Regions from separate parts of the Rattus norvegicus genome. Here region 2 is linked to region 1. The links are chromatin contacts, called in public Hi-C maps. All regions are on one chromosome and are shown on one strand. Each heading gives the region's core, a stretch centred on a gene start, on an enhancer-like site or on the middle of the called end of the contact. The rest is flanking DNA. Distances are from core to core; before and after follow the strand shown. Region 1 holds the start of Pomk (protein-O-mannose kinase). Region 2 holds the start of Kcnu1 (potassium calcium-activated channel subfamily U member 1).

Region 1 (5,935 bases), core at 1,280-3,779:
TTCATTCTCTAAGAAAAAAAAAAAAAAACAACACAAGAATCTGCCGACATCCACAATTCTGCTACAGCATTGGAGTGGGTGGGCCTGGGGAGGGGTGGGCGCCTGCTTTGGGCTTCTTCAGAGTCCGTCTCCACTGGGTAGGAAGGAAGGACTGCTGAGCTCTGGTCCTGCAGCTTTGGCAGTCACATTCACTACTGTGGTGCTGGTGGCTGGGGATGAATAAAGAAAGGGCAGAAGTGGGAAAGGGGACAGAACAGCACAAAAATGAGGGTTTCCTCCACTCACTGGCTTAGAGAGTCTTTGCTGTCTCATACTTAACCAGAGGTCTTCCAGGATTTGAGCCACACTGAACTCCGGTCAGAGAAAAACAGAGCAGACATCCTCTGGCCAGATCCATGCTGCTCCAAACACCTGTCGTCTTCCTTGATCCACCACAAATAGCCCTGCCACTAATTCTGCTTGGATTTTGAAGCTGTGCTTTACAGAGGTGTCAGCATCTTCCTGGGAAGTCCCCTCCCCATCTTTTCTTGAAAGCACTGTTTTATCAGCCCCCGCTGTGTGAGAATAGCATGAGCTCCGGGAGTCCATACCCAGTACCACAACATTAAATACATTGTTTCCCACCCTCGGCTGTTGACTTAGTTCCTTTCGTATTGTAATAAAACACTATGACAAAAGCAACTGGGGAGGGGCAGATGTTTATTACTTTGGCTGGTTATGCCAATGGCTTACAGGCTATCATTTCAGGGAAGATTCAGGAGCAGGCAGGGATGTGATGGCTGCCTGGACCATCATACTCAGGAAGCAAAGAACAGGAAACGAAGCCTGTTAATAAAGAATCCCTTATTTCCAAACCAGCCTCCCGCACTGAGGACCGCAGAGGCATGTGAGCCTATGAAGGCTGTTTAACACCAAACGCACCACATCCATGTGTTGTGAATATCTCTTTGTGTCAGTACGTATCATTACAGCATAACTTAATGTCACTTGGGTGTGTGTGTGTGTGTGTGTGTGTGTGTGTGTGCACGCGCGTGTGTCCATGCATGTGCATTTGGAGAGCAAAGGACACGGTGAGCATCCTTACTCACCTTACCATGTGGGTCCTAGGGATCTCGGACTTAGATTGTCAGACTTGACGGCAAGCACCCTGACCTGCTGGCCCTCTCAGGCCCCTACAGCATCACTTCTTATTCTAGCAAACTGTATATAACACCCCTCATGGTTTTATTCATTTTGTAAAAGGTTGTTTTGGATTTTACTTGATGTGCTTTGCGTGCTTATATGTCTGAGCACCACTGTGTGCAGTGCCTTCAGAGGGCAGAGGCAGAAGGTCTAATCCTCTAGAACTGGGTTGCAGGCAGTGGTTAGCTGCCAAGTGGATGACTGGAACCCTGGTCCCCTGGAAGAGCAACCAATGCTCTCACCTACTAAGCCGTCATCTCTCCAGCCCCTATCCTAGCCATTTTAAGTGGGTATTTCAATGGCATCTCATACACATTATTTTACAGCCATTACCTCCATCGTCACCAGAGGTTTTAAAGCTTCTCAAACGGAAACTATTCATTGAACAGTGTTCTTAATGGCATATATATATGCATATGTATATGTGTATATGTACATATATGTGTATATATTTCATGTAATTTATTTCTTGCTGTTATATATCCAGGTATATTTTCTACAATAAATATCCTTGGTGCTGGAGAAATGGCTCCACACTACCTGAGTTTAGTTCATAGCATTGATATTAGGTAGATCACAATTTCCAGCGAGTCTTTCTATCATTTCTTTGAGTTCTCTGGCATACCACATAGGCACGCATTTGTCAGTCCGAGAAGCAAAGGTTGCTTAGAGGGTTTTGTTTTGGTTTTTTTTTTTTTTTTTTTTTGAGAATTGTTTTGTTTTTGCCCCACTCCTCTGGTGCTTGATCAAGGTGCATGCTTCGAGTTAACACTCATCGTTTGGATAATAAACACAGATGGTTTTTTAAACCTGCACGCTGTACTGTCTTGATTTCGAATCTGGAAAGTAGATCAGTTTTTTAAGTACAACAAATTAGGTGGTGTTATGTCTGATTTTCCATTTCCCACCCTTACCCCTCTCGTGACACATTAAGACCTTCCAGCCTTCACGTCGCTTGAAGTCTGTGAAGTGCAGCTTTGCGTCTCAGGTGGAAGCTCCACAGTCACCTTTACGTGTAGTTATCAAATCCAGAGGCATCAGTACACTGAGGCTCAGTCTGCGATTTTCTCATGCTGCTTTTCTGACGATCCCTCTTTGGCAGCCGCCGCTTTGCAGAGAGTGTAGAACTGCAGATCGGGGAAACAACCCTCTGAGGTCCTCAGCCCCAGGCTCAACCCTGCTGCTGCTTCCTGGCGTTTACCAATTTGGCTAGAGGAAACCAGAACCAGGGGCTGGCTGGGTGAGGGTACACTGCCGCGGGCGTCCAGTGTGAGGCGGGAGGCGGCCACCAGAGGGCAGCCTAACGCTCGCCTCCGACCGCTTCCGGCCGCGCAGGCGTTCTGGGATGCGAGCCGGATTTGGTGGTCTCCAGGTAGGCTCCGGGGCGTAGTGAGGTGGGCCAGGGTTCTGTGGGGCCTTTCCGAACCCGACCCCCGGCCCCATCTTCCCGGCCCAGCCCCAGAGTGGGCTCTCATGGGGCTCAGCTGGGACTAGACTTGGAAACTGGTGCTGGCAGCGGCCCCTAGGGTGCTTACCGTGCACCCCTTCTCCGGGTGTTCATCGTGCAACTCCCCTCGGGTGCTCACCGAGAACCCCTCTCCGGGTGCGTACGGTGCACACCCGCTCAGGGTGCTTACCGTGCACCGGGCGCTGCTACTGAACTGTGTGAGCGAGCGGAGACTGCCCGCCATGCCCTCGCTTTCTCTCCCCCTCCCTCTCACTTCTCTCCCCACTTCTTTGTTAAAACCCAATTTTAGACGTTTAGTAAATTTGATGCCTCCGCCCTTTCGCCTGCACAAACTAAATAACATCCAGAATATTTAAATAGTTACCGGGAAGTGAGATTTAGTCTGAACCGAATTGGTGGCACCAGCGCCTTCTCGAATCATATAAACTATCTGCACATTGGCAGTTCACTTAATTTTCCCTGTCTAGCCTAAGCAGTGAGCATACAGCCGCTGGTCCTTTTTCACCGTTATCAACTAGCCGTCGAGTTTAAACAGTGCCAGACGTTCCTACTCAGCCGGCTACACATATTCTCTAAGCTCTGGGCAGTCCACAAGAAACAGGTGTGTTAACACACACCAGTTGCCAAGAAATGAGGGTTCGGCATAGAGCTGATAATGTGGATTCTGAGGCTGGAGGGATGGCTGGTGGTTAAGAGCCACATGTGTTGTGTGCCTTGTTGCAGAGGACCTCGGTTCGATTCCCTAATGGCTCACCACTGTCCATAATTTCAGTTCCAGGGAATCCAGCGCTTTATTCTGACCCCCGGGGCACCAGGCACACACACACACACAACACATATTGGACAATGTGAGTGCAAGCAAACACTCATGCGTATAAAATAAGCAAATTTAAAAATATGAATTCTAGGTTCCTGCAGCGTTTTGTCCATGATGCTGGTAGCATTGGAGCGTGCCGGCTTTTTTTGTTATCGTCAGCTTTTTAAAGGGGAAGGGTTTACTGGGGATCAATCATGGGATTCGTTCTGTGACCTTTGCTTATGGCCCATGCTCAGTATACACATCATGGCTGGAGAGAGCAGTGGAAAGGGAAACTGAAGGAGGGAAGACCGTGAGTGGGGAGGTCATCTTACTTCCTGACACCCCGGAAGCACAGAGACACAGGCTGAGGTCCCAGTAGCTCCTTCCAGGGCACGCTGTTACCTTCCGAGGCTTCCTTGTAACAGACTCTGCCTGCTCAAGGTTCTGCTGCCGTCTGGTAGTGCCAACAGCCAAGACCGAGTCTTTAATGAATAGGCCTTTGGCAGATTCTCACGCAAACTGAAGGGGACTGGAGGTATATATGACAGCTTCTCTGTGCTGCCACACATCCCTTGCAAAACCCCGGAAAGGGGCTGACAGTTTTACATTCAAAAGTGTGTGCTCCTATGTGCGTGTTTCACAGGTGTGTCATGGCACACATGTGGAGGTCAGAGTACAGCATGGGTGCTGCTCTGGCCTCCTGCCTTGTTTGAAACGGTGTCACTTTGTGATGTCCCACCATGTATCTGGCTAGCTGGCCTGGCAGCTTCTGACTATTCTGTCTCTACAATCCATGAGATTATGGGTACATCTGGCTTCTCTTGGGTTCTGGGGTCCTCACACTTTACCCACTGAGCAGTCTGCCCAGCCCGCCATCCTTTCCTTCCTAAAACTATATGATTTCTAGGGTCCAGGAAGCTTGCATTCACCCAGGTAAGGTCAAGGTAAGATGAGGGAGAGGTTGAAAGAGATTTGACACTGGGAAGATGTAACTATAGTGTTGGTGTGGTGACACTGGGTGCAAGAAGAAATGGGTGGATGAGAAGCATGATGGGACAGACAGGTCCCCATAGACTAAAAAAGAGACACCGGGGCCATGAGTAAAGCCAAGGACAACAGGAGTGTGCGTGCCAGAGACCATAAACACAGAAAAGTGCAGCGTGACCTGCCAATCCGTGCATTCTTCTCAAGTCCCTGCCGCGAGAGGCACTGCAGACAGTGGGGAACCAAACAACAGAAGACAAACATCAAGGAACGTGTAATCTAGAGGGGAAAGGCCTACGTATCTCCTAAAGGGTTTCTTTGAGCACCTAGGAATGTTTGGGGGCTGGAGTGCGGCACAGTGCATGTGTGCATTCATGTGTACATGCGTGTGTGTGTGTGTGTGTGTGTGTGTGTGTGTGTGTGTGTGTGTGTGTGCATGCATGCGTGAGTGTGTGGAGAGTAGGTGAACCAGTACTGGGCTCCAGAAGTTTACTTTCCCCTTCGTGTTCTCCAAGGCAGTGCATCTTGGCATAGACTATGTTCTACATCCCTAGCCACTCAGGACTCATCTAAGAGTTTTGTTTGTCAGGGCACAGTGGGAATATTGAATGCCTGCATTCCCCAGGCAGGCGGGTGTGAGAGTGGGATTAAATCTGTGGTTTGGAAGGATCACCCTTTGTCAGAGACTCTGTCTCTTACACACACACACATAAAGAAATATGTACAAACTGTGTTTCACACCAGGGTGGTTGTGAATGCTTATAATTCCAGCACATTGGAGAGTGAGGCAGGAGGATTGATTGTACGGTTGGTCTGTCTATACAGTAAGACTGGGGTTGGGGGAATTATCTCACTAATGGTGCTAGAATCAGTCACAACTAATGAAGTACAGTAGATGGCATCTCTAAAATACAGTGTGGTGGGCTGGCAAGATGGTTCAGTGGTGATAGGGGCTTGCTGCCAAACCCAACAACCTGAGTTCAACACTCAGAATCCACCTAGTGGAAGGAGAGAACCAATCACTACAAGTTGTTTTCTGACCTCCACATGTATGCCTTAGCAGGTGTCATCTTCTCATATTCAAATAAATAAATAACATTTAAGAAATTAAAACAGCAAGGCTGTGCTTTAAAAAAAAAAAAAAAAAACATTAGTTGTAAAGAAGAATGTTTACCGCTCTGGTTGGTGTGTGAGCCTGGGAGAGCAGGTCCTAAAAATGAGGCAGATCAAAGTCTCACCCTGTAACCAACTTCATTCAGAACATCAGACTCTGAGGGTTAAGAAGAGTCATCTGGGGGTTGGGGATTTAGCTCAGTGGTAGAGCGCTTGCCTAGCAATCCCAAGGCCCTGGGTTCGGTCCCCAGCTCTGTTAAAAAAAAAAAAAAGAAGAAGAAGAGTCATCTGGGTAAAGTGTCCAATCACCAGGTCAAGCCGCATGTGGCAGAAAACATTCCTCTCCAGAGGCCCGTGAGTAATAACAGCTGAAGTAAATCCACTCCTGT
Region 2 (6,608 bases), core at 1,753-4,252, 140 kb after region 1:
ACATATTCTTTCAAAATCCAATAAATGGTCATAAAAGGTGATTGCATCAGGCAATGATGTATTTCTCCTTATCTTCTACAGCTGTCCTTGGACTATAACTTTCTCTTTAGGAAATAAGAAAAATTAGCCACCTAATCTAAGTCCCTCTCCTCTACAGGAAAATTGAAGCATACAATAGATGTTTTTCTAGTACTTGTGTCCAGGCATTCATGTATCTGTGAAACCCAAAATGTACACAGCTCTGAGCTAATCAAACTTTCCTCCTAGCAGAGAGGCCAACCGTATGTATAAACTCTAATGATTTTTGCGCATTTGGAGAAAAGGAAAGCAGAATGATGCCGACAGAGCCCTACGCGCAGGGCTTGATGTAGCTAAGACAATCAGGAAAGAGAAGATGTCTACTTGTGCGGCTAATACAGAGGGGGACCATGATCACGTTCTTGGCTATAGTTCCCAGGCATCAGAATAGAATGGGGAACGTGAACTCACCAACACTTGCCCCACAATGGTCTGCGCAGAAAGCAGCATTTCGATACGCTCACGAAATACTCCATGAAAGTAAAGTTTTCTCAAAGGATTAACCTCGATCCTACGTGATGAAAATAGTTCCTGTGGGGGACGGGGGGAAAACAAAGAATGGACAGAGTGAGCTGTAGAGGAAGAGAAACTAGTCTGCCTCAGGTTCTTGGGGTGGAGGGAGGTGCTTGTCATGGTATTAATCAGAAATCATTCTACCTTGCTCAACCTAGGAAATTAACATTATGAAGACTAAACATTTCCTAAAGCAGTCAACTAAAGAAATTTCTAAATGCTACGATCTCTACAGAAACACATTTTACACACACACACACACACACACACGCACACACACATACACGCACAGAGAGAGAGAGAGAGAGAGAGAGAGAGAGAGCGCTTATGTCCATTTAATTCAGTCTCAGAATTTTTTCCCCAATAGTTTTATGATATTGTTTAAAGTCTTGGTTTAAAGTTTTATTTATTTTTTTAAAAGATTTACATATATATGTAAATATATACAGAATATATATTGTAGCTGTCTTCAGATACACCAGAAGAGGGCATCAGATCTCATTACGGGTGGTTGTGAGCCACCATGTGGTTGCTGGGATTTGAACTCAGGACCTCTGGAAGAGCAGTCAGTGCTCTTAACTGCTGAGCCATCTTTCCAGGTCCTAAAGTTTTATTTTTTTACTTTATGTAAATGCACACTTGGCCTGAATGCTATGTGTCAGTAGCATGTATATGCCTGGTGTCCAGGGAAGCCAAGAGAGGGCATCAGAACCCTTGGAACTGGAAATGCAGACGGCTGAGAGTTATCACGTGGTTGCTGGGAATTGAACCCAGGTCCTCTGGAAGGACAGCCAGTGCTCTTAACCCCTGAGCCATGCCTCTAACCCTGCTTAAAGTCTTTCAAGTAGAAACAGTTACAGAATAAACTGGTTTATCAATAAAATCTATATATTTCAATACTAGATATTCTCAAATATTCTCAAATACAGAAATATAAAGACCACACTGCAAATAACATTACATTTTTGCTCTTTTTTCACACTATGTTACTTTACACCACTTTAACATGAGAGACATATTTAAGCAAAATCCACATATTAATTATGAAGCACAGGCAAAAAGTATTCTATTACAAAAAACCTATTGTGATTTATTTCAGGAAGAAACAAAGTCTAAGTGGTGGAAAATTAAAACAAATCATAGAGAGTTTAATAAAACTCTTCCACTGGGTCTGTTGTGATGGCATATGCCTTTAATCCCAGCAATTAGGAGGCAAAGGCAGATGAGTTAAGAGGCCAGCCTGGTCTACATAGTTAAGAGGCCAACCTGGTCTACATATTAAGTTCCAGGGCTGCAGAATGAGACCCTGTCTCAAAGCAAAGGAACAGACAGTCAACAAAAATAGAACAGTCATGTTGAATTGAAGAGAGATGTTTCAAGCTATTAATGTCATCTTCACAAAGCCTCGTCTGTTCCCAATATCACTTGCCAGCAGTCAGCATCGACCTTTGCAAAGCTAGTTACGCTACCAAAACTACCTTCAACGTGTCTGTGGCTGGTGTTGGTAACACACAAGAGCAGTGTATACATATGGACACATATGAATCATGCAGAAAGGTTCTTAAAGGTAAGGCTAAGTCAATGTCTTGTGCCTTTGTGGCTCCCTATTAGCAGTTTGCAAAACCCCCTCCCTCCGAAACAGGATCTCATGTAGCCCAGGCCAATCTCAAGGCTCACATTGTAGATAATCTCTGTCTGTAGCTCTGGCTGGCCTGGGATGCACTAAGACCATATGCTCTCCTCTAAAACATCTCTCTAGATATATATATATATATATATATATATATATATATATATATATATATATATATATATGTAATTTATTTACAGCATATTGTATATTTATACACTACATATACATTCATTCTCTCCCCACCCCCCTCTCTGGAGAGAGGGTCTCCTCTGTCCATGTAGTCTAGGTTGACCTGAAACTCACATCAATCCTCCTGCCTCAAGTGCTAGGATTAATCCATAAAGTACATTTGACCTTAACTGTCTTTTTAAGATTTGAAACAGGGTTGTCGTCAATGTACATGGAAGGTTTTTTGTTTTCTGTTTTTTTCTTTTTTCAGAACAGAGACTCTGGTACATCCCTCATCATACATGGTCAACAAGCTTTGCCAATCTTCACACACAGGTGTCTCAGACAAGGAAACTGACCAAGATCCCTCTTGGCCCCTTGACGGTTTTCCAGTTTCTTGAGATTTTCAAGGCTATTCTGAAAATGAACAAGACGATTAGTCCCCCGAAGAAAGTCGCCAAGGAGGAGAGAATGAATGCTGCTTGGATTTCGATTGTACATGACGTTTCCGTCAATTCTTTCTTATTTAAATTGTCTAGCAATGTTTGAGACATCTTGAGAAGACACTGTTGGGCTAGTCTATGATGTCATGGTCACCCGGCAACAGTCCCAGGAGGCACACTTCCTTGTATTATTGCATCACCTCGAGATCTGATGTGAAAGCCAATGAGAAGCTCAAAGGACAAGAGTCTCCTAACCACTCTGGTGAAACTCACTGATGCCAGTCAACTGACAGAGAATGCTAAAGACTACCCAGGGTAGTCAGTAGATGAGGGTTCCGGATGCCCTCATCACTTCTTCTGAGACCTTGAGGAATTCTACTCTCTAGTGCAGAGACTAGCAGCTGGCTACCTATTTCAATTGGATTGTCTAGTCAAGCAACTTCAGATTTTGTTTTTGGTAACATACATACAGCAACCTCAGAACTGGTTCTCTACCTTTCTGAGACAATATTAGGTTCTTGAAAATTTCAGAGGAAAAGAAATCCTTAAAGATTTAGATTTTGTGGGGTTGGGAATTTAGCTCAGTGGTAGAGCGCTTGCCTAGGAAGCGCAAGGCCCTGGGTTTGGTCCCCAGCTCCGAAAAAAAGAACCAGAAAAAAAAAATATTTAGATTTTGTTTGTTCTTTTAAAAAGTTGTGGGTAAACTCATCTAAATATCTATGGTATGACATGAAGACTGGTTGGTAACATTGAGACACATTTGTAAAATTGTGCTAAAATAAAGAAGGAGTAGAATCTGGGTGTTCTGGGCACATACGTTGTCATGTGCACACACCTACAACACACGTGGTATGAAATGGGTTGCTCGATGATAATTGACTTTAAATATGTATAGTTGAGAGCACCAAAAATATATACATTTTAAAGAATCATTTATGTTTTTAAATTATATATATTTAGGGACATATATTTTTATCTTTTAAGTAAGAATGGCTCATGGTAGACTATGGGTGTTATATAAATGCTTCTACTGTAATGTGATTCGTCCCTTGGTACCATCAAACTGGTCCTCATCTATTCCTTGTCAAATCTTCCTCTTTCTTGCTTTTATCTCTGCCCTGTCAGTAACACCTCTGACTCCCCTTTAAGTCTCTATTTCGAAGCTGTAAGAAATGTCATACCTTATCATTTGTATGAGTGACAGGTGGAATTTTAATCTCCAGAGGTGAGCCTGTCTCACCCTAGTCCTGGATGATCTGGGAAAGCATGTGTTCCTTAGGGGCCCAGCCTTACTTTACACTATTTCCTGGAGACAAAGAAGGCATTTCCTGGACTGCCATGTCTGTTCTCTCAGTTTTTCTGTCATTTCTACTATTACCCTGCACTGGGCTATGGCAGCATGAACACTCTTGTGAGGAACTCCTAGCATCAGTCCAGGCCCTTCTGCCCAGTCACCGGGCAAGGTCTAAAGAGTCTCCTTAATTTCATAGTTTTATTATATGTCAAACAATGATTGCTTGATAGACTTATTGCTGGCATTCCATGTTTTAAAGAGCATATTTAAAATTAAATATAAGAAAAGATGTTATGCTAAGTGTAGTGGCACTGTGTGGTCCAGAACTCTAGATACTGAGGTTAGAGGATCATGAGTTTGAAACCAGCCTCAGATACGTAGTGTGACCTGTTTCTAAAAATGTTGTAAGGTCAGAGGAGAGATGAAAAGAGAGAAGAGGAGTGCGGAGGGGACCGGAGGGGAGAGGCAGGGAAAGGAGAGGAGGGGCGTGGGAGGAGAGGGGAGCAGAGAGGTGTGGGGGGCAGCAACGGTTTGTGCACTGTGTATTCAGATGCTGATTACAGCGACCTGTTTGCAGTCCAGACATTTGCATAGTCAACCATTTCCTGTCTCAGTGTTGTGCAAAAGTTGTTTTCCATCACCTCTGATTGGTTAATAAAGAGCTGATCGGCCAGTGGCTGGGCAGGAGCGGGAGAGGCGGGACTTCCGATCCCAGTGACGCGTGTCCTGGGTGGGAAGAAGGGAGAAAAGGAGGTCAATGGGAGAGAATCCCGAAGGAGTCGCCATTGAGACTCGGACTAAGAAGAAGGCCAGGACGAGACCAAGATGGCAGGTAACGCCACAGTTGGTGGGAAGTGACTGGGAAGTAGGCCAGGCCAGCATAGCCATGTTAGAATAGATCAGAATCTGCCCACAATAGTACAAGAGCCTTATTAAAAAACCGTAAAGGTCTCTGTATCATTATTTGGGAGCAAGAGCGGGCATAGTAAAGCCCCGTACTTTTACAAAAGAGAAGAGTAGAGAAAATAAAGAGAGCTGGTAAGAGGGCCTGATGCCAAGCTGAACACTTGAATTCAACTCCTAGGAAGAGAACCAAGGGCTGCAAATTGTCTTCCGACCGCCACTCTTGCGCCGCACCCTAGCATGGACACGAGTGCGTGGTGTGCACGCACACACATACGCACATGCATGCAAATGCATAAGCAAATGTGATTTTATTTTAAGAAAGGAATTAAGAAGGCTCATGAAATGAAATGACTCAGCAGCTAAAGGACCTGCCAGAAAACCCGAGGACCTGGTTTTAAGACTCAAGGGCCAATTCCTAAACATTGTTCTCTGATCTCTACATTTGCACAATGGCCTGCCCCTCCCTTCCTCCCTCCGGTGCTCTCTCTCTCTATGTTAGGGTCGGAGATTGGGAATAGTACACCACGAAAACCAAGTTAGAGCCAACAAAAGTTTCTTTATTCAAAAAGGTGACAAGTAATATATCAGGGACATGGCTGGATTCGGGATCTAAACCGTGTCAGTGGGGGATAAGACAGAGCCCCTCCCTTTTTTTTTTAAATTTAATCTCCCTTTATAGTTCAGCCACTACCTCTCTCCTAGACTGAGCCCAACACTCACCATCCTATACCTCACCACAAACCACCACCCCTCCCCCATCTCCAAGAGAATGTCCCCTCCTTCCTCACCCCCACCCCACCAGACCTTCCCAATCCCTGGGGCCTTAAGTCTCTAGAGGGATAGGTGAATCTTCTCTCACTGAGTCCAGACCAGCAGTCAGTCCTCTGCTGTGTGTGTGTGTGTGTGTGTGTGTGTGTGTGTGTGTGTGTGTGTGAGTGAGAGAGAGAGAGAGTGAGTGAAGGGCTCATATCATCTGGTCTATGCTGCATGGCTGGTGGCTCAGTGTCTGAGAGATCTCAGGGGTCTAGGTAAGTTGAGACTCCTGGTCTTAGGGGTTGCCCTCCTCCTCAGCTTCTTCCAGCTTTTCCCTAATTCAACTCCAAGGGTCCCTGGCTGAAGACAGCAACTTTTTAAAGCAAGCAAACAAACAAAAACCAAACAAACCAACCCCACAAACCAGGAGGAGTAAGGCCAAGGGTAGGGATAACCAATCTGATAGATGCATATTGTATATTTCCAACTTTTTCACACCCGGCATCTTAAGTCAGTTGCTACCTGTCAAATACCTCATATGGCTTCCCTGGTCACTTGGCCTGGATTGAGACCAGCCAGTCAGAGCCTCTTCAGCAGCTACTGGACTTCAGTCGTTTCTGGGAGTTTTAGCTATTTCTTAGCATTCAGCCCAGTACGAGATGGGGGACTCTATAAGATGGGGTCTCTGAGACTAAAGTGACCTCTAACAGAAAAGATGTCAGTAAGTATTGCAGTCCATTTCAAAATGGAGAAAGAAAGGAGGGAAGGAGGTAGTGAAGAATCCTATACAGAGCTGGAGGAATGGCTCAGAGGACCCCCG

What was found. Hi-C and Micro-C count contacts between places; a contact is called where the count stands out from the background.
Region 2: a contact with region 1 is called in a Hi-C map of the A7r5 cell line, with 2.9 times the contacts expected there. The contact joins the promoter of Kcnu1 here to the promoter of Pomk in region 1. A contact is called at or near these places in 9 of 12 Hi-C or Micro-C datasets (the A7r5 cell line, the Rat2 cell line, Schwann cells and 6 more) and 1 of 1 datasets of contacts at active chromatin or transcription factors (oligodendrocytes).

Annotation. Positions count from the first base shown.
Region 1 is chr16:72,788,220-72,794,154 of GRCr8, forward strand. Pomk (protein-O-mannose kinase) reads left to right here and starts at 2,530. Exons shown (of 5, transcript NM_001024883.1): 1 at 2,530-2,554.
Region 2 is chr16:72,929,213-72,935,820 of GRCr8, forward strand. Kcnu1 (potassium calcium-activated channel subfamily U member 1) reads right to left here and starts at 3,003. Exons shown (of 26, transcript XM_063275979.1): 1 at 2,752-3,003; 2 at 490-609. The coding sequence starts at 2,946.